3 separate regions of the Mus musculus genome follow, and regions 2 and 3 are each linked to region 1. A link is a contact called in public HiChIP or PLAC-seq data. All regions are on one chromosome and are shown on one strand. The core of a region is the stretch at or near the end of the contact, and the rest is flanking DNA. Distances in the headings are between cores, read along the strand shown.

What was found. HiChIP or PLAC-seq counts read pairs in DNA pulled down with a chosen protein or histone mark.
Region 2: a CTCF HiChIP or PLAC-seq map of the NIH/3T3 cell line shows a contact between it and region 1, with 9 read pairs. The contact joins two enhancer-like sites. A contact is called at or near these places in 7 of 39 promoter capture datasets (the 3T3-L1 cell line, 3T3-L1-derived adipocytes, embryonic stem cells and 3 more), 1 of 15 datasets of contacts at CTCF or cohesin (the NIH/3T3 cell line), 3 of 484 Hi-C or Micro-C datasets (adipose-derived mesenchymal stem cells and uterus) and 3 of 115 datasets of contacts at active chromatin or transcription factors (embryonic forebrain, embryonic stem cells and stem cell-derived neural progenitor cells).
Region 3: a CTCF HiChIP or PLAC-seq map of the NIH/3T3 cell line shows a contact between it and region 1, with 9 read pairs. The contact joins two enhancer-like sites. A contact is called at or near these places in 1 of 15 datasets of contacts at CTCF or cohesin (the NIH/3T3 cell line), 1 of 484 Hi-C or Micro-C datasets (adipose-derived mesenchymal stem cells) and 1 of 115 datasets of contacts at active chromatin or transcription factors (the NIH/3T3 cell line).

The regions. Positions count from the first base shown.
Region 1 is chr7:70,013,974-70,018,553 of GRCm38.p6, reverse strand. No RefSeq gene overlaps it. Among named protein-coding and RNA genes, the nearest start is that of Gm24120, 58 kb to the right of the region's middle. Within about 2 kb of position 1,708, at least 36 of the 459 cell types and tissues checked have an H3K27ac peak or open chromatin away from gene starts, as enhancers often do. A contact at or near this core is called in the NIH/3T3 cell line and adipose-derived mesenchymal stem cells, where this site is marked.
Region 2 is chr7:70,330,098-70,334,332 of GRCm38.p6, reverse strand. The region is part of intron 1 of Gm29683 (predicted gene, 29683); the gene reads left to right. Among named protein-coding and RNA genes, the nearest start is that of Gm29683, 5.6 kb to the left of the region's middle. Within about 2 kb of position 2,437, at least 109 of the 459 cell types and tissues checked have an H3K27ac peak or open chromatin away from gene starts, as enhancers often do. A contact at or near this core is called in the NIH/3T3 cell line and adipose-derived mesenchymal stem cells, where this site is marked.
Region 3 is chr7:69,571,955-69,576,106 of GRCm38.p6, reverse strand. No RefSeq gene overlaps it. Among named protein-coding and RNA genes, the nearest start is that of Gm23815, 75 kb to the right of the region's middle. Within about 2 kb of position 2,101, at least 15 of the 459 cell types and tissues checked have an H3K27ac peak or open chromatin away from gene starts, as enhancers often do. A contact at or near this core is called in the NIH/3T3 cell line, where this site is marked.

The DNA.
Region 1 (4,580 bases), core at 459-2,958:
AGATATTTTTCACATGTTTCTTGGCTATTTGTATGTTCATTCATTTGTTTGTTTCTTTCTGAGAACTATCTTTTCATATCATCATATCATTTATTGGTTTTAATATTTGTTTCTGCTTGTATGGTAGTCAGGGAGAACAAAGCAAACGGTAATGGAAAAAGAGTAAAACTTGAGAAGATGGAAATAGCAGAGAAGCAAAGTAAAGTCAGACCATTGCCCACAGATTGCTGAATAGTGGCCTCACACAATCAAGAATATGTCATGTAACAAAGATAATATTAAAAAAAATAGGAGGCCTGGTAATTAAATTAAAATTCTTTGGTAAATTTAAGATCTTTATTAAAATGGATTAAATTGGACCTCTTTTGATCTATACAAATCTATTCTAAGTAGGTTGAATCTGAAAATAAAAATTTTAGGTGTTTAAATTTGACTGGAACCCCCACCCCCACCAGAGCTCCCAGGGTCTAAAGCACCAACCCCAGAATAGACATGGATTGGTCCATGGCTCCAGCTACATATGTAGCAGAGGATGGCGTTATCTGGCATCAATGGGAGGGGAGGCACTTAGTCCTGTGGAGGGTTGGTGCCCCAGAGTAGGGGGATGCTAGAATGGTGAGGCAGGAGTAGGTAGATGGGTGGAGGAGTACCCTCTTAGAAGGCAAAGGGGAGAAAGGACAGGATGGGGAGTTTGTGGAGGGGAGATCAGGAAGGGGGACAACATTTAAAATGTAAATAGATAAATTAACCAAAATGGTTGACTTTGGAAATATCATAATAATGCATAGATCAGAAGGTTCTTGTTTTTTGTTTTTGTTTTTGTTTGTTTTTAAATGATGAGATAAAAGGATCAAGTGCGATGTTGATAAGAACAAATATACTAAGGCAGACAGTGGCAGTGGTTGTGCCTTTAATTCCAGCACTCAGGAGTCAGATGCAGCCAGATCTCTGTGAGTTCAAGTCCAGCCTGGTTTACAAAGAGATTTCCAAGACAGCCAGAGGTACACAGAGAAACTCTGTCTTAAAAAAAAAAAAAGGAAAGAAAGAGAGACAGAGAGAGACAGAGAGAGACAGAGAGAGAGAGAGAGAAGAAGAAGAAGAAGAAGAAGAAGGAGGAGGAGGAGGAGGAGGAGGAGGGGGGGGGGGAGGGAAGGAGGGAGGGAGGGAAGGAAGGAAGGAAGGAAGGAAGGAAGGAAGGAAGGAAGGAAGGAAGGAAGGAAGGAAAAGGAAAGAGGTAAAGAAAAAAGAGTGGAATAAATGAAATAATGGCCTTGTAGGTGGCATATTACTGTGTCCTGAGATAGCTTGGGTTTAATAGCTCAGGCCATATAGTTTCAAGGCTAGTTAGAAATGCATAGTGAGATCATATATCAATGGATCAAAGGAACAATAAAAACAAATAAAAGTAAAAATAGCATGGTATATAATAGAAGTACTTGCTAATTCAAAGCTTAATAGTGAGAACAATAAAAACTTTTCTGCAAACCAATACAAATCCAAGAACTTCCTAGGAAATTAGCTATATGTATATTTTAAAAAGCATGGACAGCAGACAGTAGGCATGGGTATAGAGCTATTCACTGGAACAATTCATCAGCAGCTAGATCACTGTAGATAGTGACTCATTCAGTCATCAGCTATGGAATTGAGTCCCTCCCTACTCACAACTGAGTGATGATAGATCCAGTCTTGCTTACTTTCCATGTAGGCATCCAGAGTTGCTGTGGTTTCATGGTGGTAATGACCACAGCTTACAGAGAAGACAGTGTTTCATAGCCCTTTTCCCTTTATTCAGCTCTTAAACTCTTCCTGCTCTTCTTGTGTAACTTGCCCTGAGCTCTTAAAGGGATGATATGTATGTATTATTGAGGATTGAGAAATTAAAAGGCACTCCCCAGCTGCCATGGCCTGAATGACTTAGCTACTGGAAAGCTGACTAAAGATGGAAAGAAGAAAGGCAAGCACACACATGCACATACAGGAAAGCTGGTGGTCAGGTGAGATGCCCGTACTTTGAAGGAATGGCATCAACTATACCACAACTCAAATCCTCAGCACATTATTATTTACAGCACAATGTAACAGTTATCTAGTCTCTGTAAGAGGTCTCTGTAGAGGTCTCAGTCTCAGACTGTAAACCCCATGATGGATGAAGCTTCATTTGCTAACTTTTGCGCATACCATTAAATCATTCTTAAACACTCATAGTTAGACAAGAGGGGGAGGACTTGTATTTCTGACACTGGCTGTATAGAGAAGATTTTGCACTCCTATAGGTTTGAGGCATTTCTCATTCACATAGCCATACCAATATCAACAATGTATTTCAATTCATGACTTCATTTACTCTTTTTACATTCATGCAAGACTACATTGGATCCCACATTCAAAAACATTTACCAGTCATGAATCCCAATGCCTGTTTTCTTGACCAAAACTCTGAGCCTCATGAGAACAGGTAATTTTGTTCCAATAAAGCAATAATAAATTAAAGAGAGTTTCCTTTCATAGTTTATTCTCAATACTGTTTTAAACATTTTATATAGATGAACTCAGTTACTATCATAACTGTCAGTTGAAGAAAGTACCTTGATTAAAGTGGGGGGAAGCTTTGGTGTCCTAATATCTACTACTTATCTACTATTAGTTTTCTCATAGCTTTCCCCACCCGGGATAGTTTCTTCAACTATTCTAGGAGAATTTTATTGTTTCAAGGACATTAATAATTAATCCTGGAAACTAAAAAATGAATCAAAAACTCTTACTTGTTGATTTCACAATTACTTAGACTTTCACTAAGCACCTTATAGTTTCAAAGTTCTGAGAAATTCTATAAGTACACTTGTTCCACTCTGCCCAGCATTTCTTAAAGAAAACATGCCCTCATTTAGGCTTTGTTTCTTAATGCTTCTTCATATACTTGCCTTGTATCTGTCTGTCAACCTTCTACTGAGTGATGATGTTCTAATGCTCACATGTACCTTTCCACTCATTAATGTATAGTGAAGTTAATTTTCAATGTGTATTTCTTAACATTGTGACCAGAAAAGTTAATGAAGCTTTTGTTGTTGGCCATGCTCAGGGACCCTTTGGACTGTTGTTCCATCTGACACTTTCCATAGAGCATCGATGTTGGGTCTTGGTAACTGGTCATTTAGTGCTTTTCTAAGTCAGCAATATGAAAGAGAACTATGAAGTCTGCCTTTCCTAACAAAATGGTGTTGACAACACATGAAACCAATGGGGACATACTACATTCCATTTTGTGAAGAAAAGTTTTTCTAGTAGGAAGGTCTCTGTCTGTCTGTCTGTCTGTCTCTCGTTCACTCTCTTGTCTCTCTCTCTCTCTCTCTCTCTCTCTCTCTCTCTCTCTCACACACACACACACACACACATATATATACACACACACATATTATATTTCTCATTGTGAATTGTTAAGACCAGTGAACCTAAAGGTACAAAGCCCCTTTAGATAATATGTCTCTTGGAGGACCATTATGATTTACTCATGGGATATTAGAAGCCCATAGAGAGGAGGTAAGTGGTCTCAATACTGCTTTTAAGAGAAGAGTTGGCTTGAATAACTTCTTTAGACTTCTAGTAAAAACAAACCACCCAAATCCATTTCATTCTGGCCATAAAATAAACCTACTGGAGATAGATTCCTCTCTTTTCAAAAGCACAGAAAGCTGCACAGATACTGGGGGAACTACATGGCTCATGATGAAGATTGGCTGGAACAACCATTGATTGTTGGGTGTATAGTCCACTGATCTGACAAACAAAAAAGACCAATTTACTAATTTATGGTTCAGATCTGGAAACAGTCAGTTTGTCTCAAGCCTTGACCAAAGAATGAATAGCTCTTGAAATCTGTGGCTTCAGAAAGCTCACATGGTGGGCAGTGTAGTCGACTTTGTCAAATTGGCTTTGATTGGAAACTAGGTCACTGAGAGATTTTTGATATCTTACACTAAAAAGTATCATTGAAAATAGAAGTGCTCAAGCAAAATTGTCCAGGTATGAAGTAATGATTAACATTGTTTGTTAGCTACAGCGCTCCAAAGTTTTAGTTGTTAACTTGCTGAAAACAAATACAAACAATTCTGTAACATCATTATGATTGTCAATTCTGCCCTAAAGATGAAGAAATTGAGTTAGAGACAACTAAATGATGGGCCCAAGTATGCAACTAGGTTAAAACCATTGGTGGGTTTGCTTCTATCATTTATTATATGTTTTATGACAATAGTAAATTGTTATGTTGTGAGTAACATTACAACTGTTTAAGGCTGCCATGTATAGGTAGTTTAATGTCATCTTTTTTTTGATGGGAACTTGAGTAATAGAGTGGTCATATTTGTAAGCAATGACTACAAGACTTCCAATCAGAGTACAGTTGACAAAAGTATTCAAAAAGCAAATTGTGTACCTTGAATATAAATGGGAAGTTAAGTGCTTTGCTTGTGCGATGTATTCTTTATGGAGTGGGAGAGTGGAATGTAGGAATTGAGCTTTCAAGAGAGTGCATGAGCTGATAGAAGTCCACTTCACAACCGTGACCCCAGCCCCTACTC
Region 2 (4,235 bases), core at 1,188-3,687, 320 kb before region 1:
GAGAGACCAAATAAATGGCAGCAAAAAAGTGAAGAAACAATTTTGATTTATTGCATGGATTTCAATCCATGCGATTTCGTTTTCACCTCGCTTCTACATTTCCCGAGTCTCAGGCTCATAAAGGCTAATAAAGACGCAGGAGAGGAAATGCCCCTTAGACCTCTTTGGAAATGATGATAGAAGTAATAGTGGCGGTAGTCCCTCTGCGCAGCACTCCTGTATAATGGAGATGTCACTGTGGTTTTGCAGTGTGGCTCCGAGGACCAACAGTCGTGCAAAATTTGTGCCCATGCTCTGAGGGCCTCTTTTCAGCTTCCGGGTCTAGTGGGTCCCCTGAACCATGCGATGTTCTCCTTCCCCAGTGGCCTGTACCTTCAGGCTGCCAGGAAACTTTTTTCCTCCTCACAGTGTTGCAAACTTGCAGCTTAACTGTGTGTCTCTTTTAGCCCCCACTTCACCCACTTTCGTCGAAGTTTTAAAGCAGAAACAGCAGGATTTTGAACCCAACTTAGGACTCTAGAGAAACTCAGAGGACCAGGTCATTAGGAATGTTAACGGACAACCAAGAATTATAAACATGATCTGAAAGTCTCTTCCAATTCATTTAAGTATTTATTTGTGCTAAGTGATGAAAGGTGACGGATGAGAAATAGACATCTTTTAAAAATAATGATGTCAGAGGAGCCTTTACCCTGTCGATTGCTATAAATCAGCGTTGAGAAAGACAAACGGGGGGGGGGTGTTATTTGGCCACCTAACGGGCTGCATTCACTGGGCTGCAGTTGGCCTGTCAGCAACGTGAAGCAGCGGTGAAGCTTTGGTCTGGGGAATGGCAAGGAACGAGGGGAGGATCAAGGCCCACAAAGAGCCAAAGGGGGACATGCTGGTGAGCCTGCTGGTTTCCACTTGAATTCCCATACTAGTGATAGATTTGGCTTAAGGTAGTGTGTCCAGGCCAGGCAGATGACAGGCCTTAGGAATTCGGGGAGGCTATAGTCACTCAAAGTTCTGAATGTCACATTATAGAGGGAGAGCAGGCTCTGTTTCACAGTCTGTCAGGGGTTTGGAAGACTCCATGAATGTTACCTTTTGAAAATACTCCCCCACCCCCGTTCTCTCTCTCTCTCTCTCTCTCTCTCTCTCTCTCTCTCAATTTTCTCGGCCCAAGAGGAAGCTTCATGCTCTCTATGACACAGACTGGTCTCCACAAGGAGAGAGGATCCGAGCCCTATAGGTAGGAAATGACAGGTGTCTGCAGGTTTGAGGTGAAGGTTGCTGGCGCTGCTCTTGTACCAGCCAGAAGATCAAAAAACGACTTCTGAAAAGGGCAGAACGGGGTGGTATTTTAAAGTTTACACTGAGCTTGTAGAGACAATCAGTTCTCAACCACTTCCTTTTCAGTCACAGAAAGGCCTGGAGTGCTGGGATAGGGTTTGAGAGAGAAACGAGCTTAAGGAACCGGGCAATCTTGCCAGAGACTTCTGCCCCTACCACTTTTCACACCTGCGCTGCCCAGTTTCCAGTTCAACCCTGAGCCAGAGAGGCTGCCTAAGCCTCTGGCCTCTGGGTCTGCCTGTTTTGTCCCTTCCAAATGCTTCTAGCAGGCACAGATGCTCTCACGGTCGCGTCCCTCTGGTGCATCTTGGAGAAACACTGGCAAACAGTGCTTTTCTGAGGAGCAGAAGGGCTGCTTAAGCGCCAGCAACAGGTCCATGCTGAGATTCCTCTGTCCTTCACCGGCCCCTCCTTCCACCCTCGCTACTGGGGTCCGCGGGGTAAAGGGGGGGATCTACTTCCCCCTTCCTCCTGGGTCACCCACAACAACCCAGGAAGGCAAACATCAGGTTTGCACTGTTTCTTTGGATAAACGCCTGGCTAAATGCTTCTAATAATGAATGGCCTTTCGCTGGACACTCGCTTGAACCGAAGAGAGGACCTCACTGGAGAACACCAAAAAGAAAATAACTAGAAAGTGGAAAGGAACACGGCCGGCGGCGGCCTCTAGGATCCAGACAAAGACATCTGAGTCTGTCCCTTTGCAGTCGCCCATCTCTCCTTCCTGCCTAGAGATCTGATTTGGTCCTACTGCGGCTCCCTAAGAGCCTTTAGATCCGACGTCCCTTCACTGGGGACCTTGAGCTGAGATCCCAGGGCTGGAAGGCTCCGATTCTAGCCGGAGCTGGAACCTGGTGGCCTCAACACTTGCGGGATGCTGCTACTGGGCCACAGTCCCTGCCTTGCCCACAGGAACCTAAACATCCCCGCGTCCTAGGTTAAGGTGGTTAGGGCGAGGGGGTAGGCTCCTGGACCAGCCAGGTCGAAGCGATGAAACAGCAACTTCTTCTTCTTCTTTTTTTCCCCCTGGCAGGGAGGAGGGAAATTCGTCGGAGGAGGTCGGTGGAGACTCCTCCTTCGCTCCGCCCGGAGGCAGCCAGAGCTCCGCTAGCGGTGCGTCTCCGCCCGCCCGAGCGTTTCCATAAATCAGGCCGCTGGCAGGCTGCTAATTAGCTCCGGCCGAAAAGAATGAGAGTTCTGTAGCACACGGTGGGTTGGGAGTGGGGGCCCAGTAGGTGGGAGATCAGAATTCCCCAGGATTAACGGGGGGACTCCTTGGGGGCATCTCCGCGCTCCCTGCCCGAGCCACCTCCGATCACCTCCTGCCAGCAAAGGCCCGCAAGTTCGGGCCTCCAGATCCCGCGCCTCCCGCACTGCGCGCACCTCTGCAGTCGACCTGGCCCGCCCACCCACGCCGAGGCCCCCTCTCCCACTCGCTGAGCATGCCTGGCGTTAATTAACTCCCCCTTCACCCGGTGCAGTATCGGAAGACTTTCAAAACTCGTCCCAAAGTGTTTCCTTCTCAAGCCTGAAGGCAGCGTTTGGAACGACCCGCAGAAAAGGGGGGCGGGGTGTGGATCTGGGGGAAGGGTTGGTTGCACCGGGATTTGAGATAACAAGACTTCCCCAGCGATTGTGTGGGTAGAGGGATGGGCTGTTGTAACCTCATCCCCTCTCCCCTAGTGAAAAGGCAAGACGGTCAGGGAAGATTAAAAATAACATTAAAGTTGGATTATTGATTTCCATGTAAATTGCCAGCCGAGAGAGCTACTTCTGTTTATTTTCTCTTTTCCTCCCCCACGCTTCTCTAAGCCCTCTGGGCTCTGCGCCCTCGGAGCCATTCCCACCCTCCTTAGGGACGAGACTCCTAGATGACATCACCAAGGAGAACGGCGGCCTCCCCGCCCCTGGCCTCAAGACCCCTGAGCAGAGATTGACAGGTGTCTCTAGCAAAGACAATGCCTTCCAGGTGTCAGTATTCCCGTTCCACCCCTCCCACTCCGCCCTCTTTGCTCCTTTCCCTTAACAACTCTCCTACCCACCCACTCTTCCTCCACGAGGCTTGTTCCTACCCCACCCCCACCCCCAACTCCTTGCTCTTTGCATCTGGGCACTAAGCTTCAGGTCCTGAGACTTAGGCAGGGAGCCGACGCCGAGGGGCCCGGATGGCGCTGGTGTTGTTTGTGCCCGAGGGGGAGGCCAATCCGAGATGCCAAAGGCTCGAGTGAGGGTCCAGGAGGTGGCAGGGCCCAAAGCGGGTAAAGGGTAACCGAGTGAGCATTTTCAAGGAGCCAGCTCAGTCTCTAGATTTCTGTCTTGACGTTATTCTCTACCCTCCACCCGCGATCTCTCCTCTTCTCTTCTCTCTCTCTCTCTCTCTCTCTCTCTCTCTCTCTCTCTCTCTCTCTCTCACACACACACACACACACACACACACACACACACACACACACTATAACAGACGCGAAGATAATCCCACCATCTGGCAAATCCCAAATTTGGCGGCCAGGCTAGGAAAGCAACAGCGACATCTCATCCGGAGAGTGGGTGTCTGGTCCTGCCCCACTCCCCGGAACTGGGGAAAGGGCGCTCGGCTTTGCACTCACTAGTCCCCATCTCTTCAACGTCCTTGCCCTGGCCTGGTAATCTTGGGTGCTTTCTCCTCATCTGAGCAACTACTTTGGGATTCAGAAGAGAGGTGATGCAGTTAGGGTTCTTCCGCCGAGCAATGAACTGAAACCCAAATTCAGCTTTATTATGTATAACCGAATGTAATTCATAGCTAGGTGGCCTGTCGTCGGCGATTTAAATCGCCTGGTGATAAGGATCGCACTTATTAGATTTCTTCAAAGACACTGGGGGTTTCTATCTCTCTCTCTCTCTCTCTCTTTTTAAAGGAG
Region 3 (4,152 bases), core at 852-3,351, 440 kb after region 1:
ACATATCTTCTCTTCCAGAAGCAAGCAGGTTGCTTTTGCACTTCATTTCTAAAGACAGCGTTCGCATTTCCTTCCCATTTATCAGCTCCTTCCAAGGTCTGATTTGACCCACACATAATTCTTCCTTTTGTTTTGTACCAATTAAATTTTGAGCTTGCTTTAGGCAGTCCCTTCTTTACCCCCCTTTCCTAGTACCCTAGTACATCCTCCTCTTTCTTTCTTTCTTTCTTTCTTTCTTTCTTTCTTTCTTTCTTTCTTTCTTTCTTCCTTCCTTCCTTCCTTCCTTCCTTCCTCCCTCCCTCCTTCTCTCTCTTTCTCTCTCTCTCTTTCTTTCTTTCTTTCTTTCTTTCTTTCTTTCTTTCTTTCTTTCTTTCTTTCTTTCTTTTTCTTCTCTCTTTCTTTCTTTTTCTTTCTAGCCTTCTTTCTTTCTATCTTTCTATCTTTTTAATGCACATAATGGATGTCTGGATGTCATCTCACTGTGGTACAAACATGTTCCTCTCTCGAGTCTGAAATATTGATACCCAGTGTCAGGTTGCTTGCCACACCAAGAAGTAAGAACCCTCATATTTGGGTGTGCTTTCTCACTTGGAAAATACTGAGAGTCTAGAATTTATTACATTTAAATACCAGCTTAAATGCTTTATTAACTTCCAAAATTATTTATTTATTTTAAAAAGTCAAATCATATGTAATTTCTAATTCAAACTGATCATAATTTCCAATTTTGAAGATGACAAAGTGATTCCTGTTGCTTCACATGGAGACGTGGAAAAGGGTGTTGAATATTAGTCATGTACTTTGGTCTCTGTGTTATCTCTATTGAAGCGTAAGTTCTATATGTAAGGTACCCTATTTCCAAACCTACTTTAGTATATGAAATTATTATGAATTTCTGTTTGTCAGTTGTCTCTTTGGGGGGGTATCATTCATAATCGCTTCCTTTCTGAGCTGCAGAAAGTGACAAGTGTCTGTACTTAAAACATGCTTTTCCACAGTGCACACATGCATCTTTCTATGTCACGTTTATTTTAACCATTGAACCCAATACAAAAATCTTTTCCTGTTTTTCTGCTCCAGGGAAAACCTACTTGTTGGTTGTGGTCCCATTTAAACCTTGGGTCACTTACTTCATCCTCCCAAACTAACTGTATTTCCATCATGGCAAATAGTTCTATCTCCTCTTAGTCACTTTACCCTCTGAACCCTGGAGCCAGCATGTTATATTGCATTTTGATAACAAATGACCATCCTTGAATCCTCTTTAATCATTACTCATAGGATAGAGTCTATTCTGGCCAAGTTTGCTTTCTAATGAAACATTACTTAGACTCTATTTGGGCTACTGGCACTTGTTCAATGAACATTCATTGAGCTCTTCATCAGAAGGTATCAGAGATAAATCTGTGACATCTCTTCCTCCAAAATATATACATATAAAGAAACGGTAAGACTTAGATGTTGTGTTCATGAGTGAGGGCTACAAGAAATATATGAACTGTATACTTGCAAGTTGCCAGGAAATTCCTGTTCAATTTTTATTTGATATGCTACTAAGTGCTGACAAAACTTATGTCCCTTTGGATTCTCTCTCTCTTGCTCTCTCTCTCTCTCTCTCTCTCTCTCTCTCTCTCTCTCTCTCTCTCTCTGTGTGTGTGTGTGTGTGTGTGTGTGTGTGTGTGTGTGTGTGCCTATGTGGCTGTGATTAGGTGGGGCATGTATTTTTTAGACAGGGTTGCTCAGTGGTGTGAATCTTGCCTCTGAGAAAGAAAATCAGTAGGCTAGTTTTCTCTGGCCCACAAGCTTCAGAAATCTTCTGGCTTCTGCCTTGCAGCACTGGAATTATAAGTATGTGGCACCCAGGTACTGGGCAACAGAACACACAACCCCTTTGGGGCAATGGAAACACTTGATTAACTGTTCTATTATCCCAGCCTTATATTTCTTTTTTAATTTTATAATCACACTGAGTTTCGGGAAAAAGTTGAACCGACTCTGATTTCAAAACCTTTGTTCTTCCCACGCTGGTACATCACCCATGAGTCAGTGAATAAAGAGACACTGAAGCCTACCACCCATGAGTCACTCTGTGAAGAGGCTTTGAAACCCACCATGGGCGTACCAGAAGTCACTACAAAGCACAGAGTCCTCCCTGTGATGCTGCCCCTAATGGGCTCTGCCAGGTTATGTGTGCAGCTTGGCTGCCCACTTCAGGCAGAAAATAAACAGTACCTTAGAGTTCTAAATGATGCCGTCCTAGCAACTACCAGATTAAAAATCCATGGCACAGTCTTCTCTTTCTCCTGTAACTGCATGGATGTCACCAGAACAGAAACCACATGTCGCCAGCCAACATGTACTGGCAGAACTTAGTCTTTGCTTCATTAACTAATGTCCTCATGTTCTACATGAGTCATTTGAAACATCTTCAGGACCCCAAATCTCAATGTGCAAAATGAATCTGGAAAATATTTAGTGGAGAATAACAATACGTTTTTAGCCCAGAGTCACGAAAGTAAATCCCAATGTTTACTCTGGGAGTCTCCTTCAAATTATATAGGTTCTTCAGAAAGATATATTTTAGTATGTCTTTTGTGGGATCAAACGCGTTTTGTGGATGAAATTCAGCAATCCCTGGGAAGGGTGGTAGGCATCAGCAGGGAGAGGGTTAACCAAATGTGCCCCCAGAGCTATCCAGAATTTTCAACTAAGAGGTTGTTCAGTCTGCTGTGAACCCCAATTAAAAATAAAACCCCTAGCTGGGCAAGCCCACCCCATCCTTAGGATAAACAAGATTTGATTCACTGCAATCACACTGTACTAACAGTGTTGTAGAGTAATACAGTATATATGCCTCCTCTGGGGAGGCACAAAAGAGGCGGCTTCATTATCATCTAGCCAGAAGGATGGGGCATAGTTAACACCTTTCTGGGTGGGCTGAAATTAATGACCCTCCCCCCCCACACTATTGCCTACCTCCAAGCCCCTTTATAAATGACTATACAACACAGTAGTTGGTATTCAGATCACAAGAGAGGGCATTTAGCCAAAGCATTTGTCTACAGGGTTTGATCTCTTTTTAATTTTATTCAGATTTACAACTGTGTTATTCTGTGAGATAACTGGACCCTGTCTTTCGTCGACCAGAGCCTTCCCTACTCAAATCTGAACATCTGAAGTTAATACTAATTTTCGAGATTGGATGCAATGTTTTTTCCCTAAGTGTTTTTGCAGGCAGTTTTCCCATAGCTACAGTGAACCCGGGCTCTGCCAGGCCGTGTGTGCAGCTTGCCTGCCCACTTCAAGCAGAAAGAGTGGGCTTTGGGGACAAAAAACACTGGACTTGTAAATGTGTCACAGAAGGTTTAAAATTCGCAGATGGTCAAATGCATGGGGAATTCAGCTCTCTTTGGACAAGGAGAGAAGTATGCCATGGCTAATAAAGATGCTTGAACTTAAAGTTGCATTTTCTTCTTTACATGTATGTAGATGCCCATGTATGTACAAACATTTAAATAAACACATTTTATATATTTCTATATGTAACTATGTATGTAGTATTTGATAGCGCTTTCTCCTTAACTTATGGATTCCACCATTCATAAATTAATGACTGTGAGTAAAGGCCTGGTGATGTCATGTCACAGGTGCTAAATGCCAAGATTAGATCATGTGACAGTCTTGAGACAAGGAGACTATAAGCAGTGCTTTATATTTGAGGAAAGTGATGAATTCAAAGCTCGGGATGATGAGAGCAAATTCCCAAGCTGCCCCTTCTTTATTGCTAAACTGGGGAGCATCTCTGTTGGTCCTTCTGCTGGTTTTGGTGGTCCTCTGCCCTTTACAGATCTTCCACTTCTGTTTCCTGGAGTCACAGTCTGCTGACAAGGAGTCTGATTGTTCCTTTCTCCTGCTCTTTCTCTTGACTGGCATTGTGGTTGGCAGGCTTAGGTGTCACTGGGTCCAGTTGCTATTCTGTGTGCTAGTCACCTGAGGTTTCAAACCTCTTCCGACCATCTTTGTACTTGTAAAACTGGAGATGACATGGGGACCCATGTAATGAGGAATCTCTGAGGACAAAGGAATCCCTGAAATGGGCTTGGACTATAGTGTTCTCCAGGTAAATCATGCGCTCTCCACATGTGGGGGTTT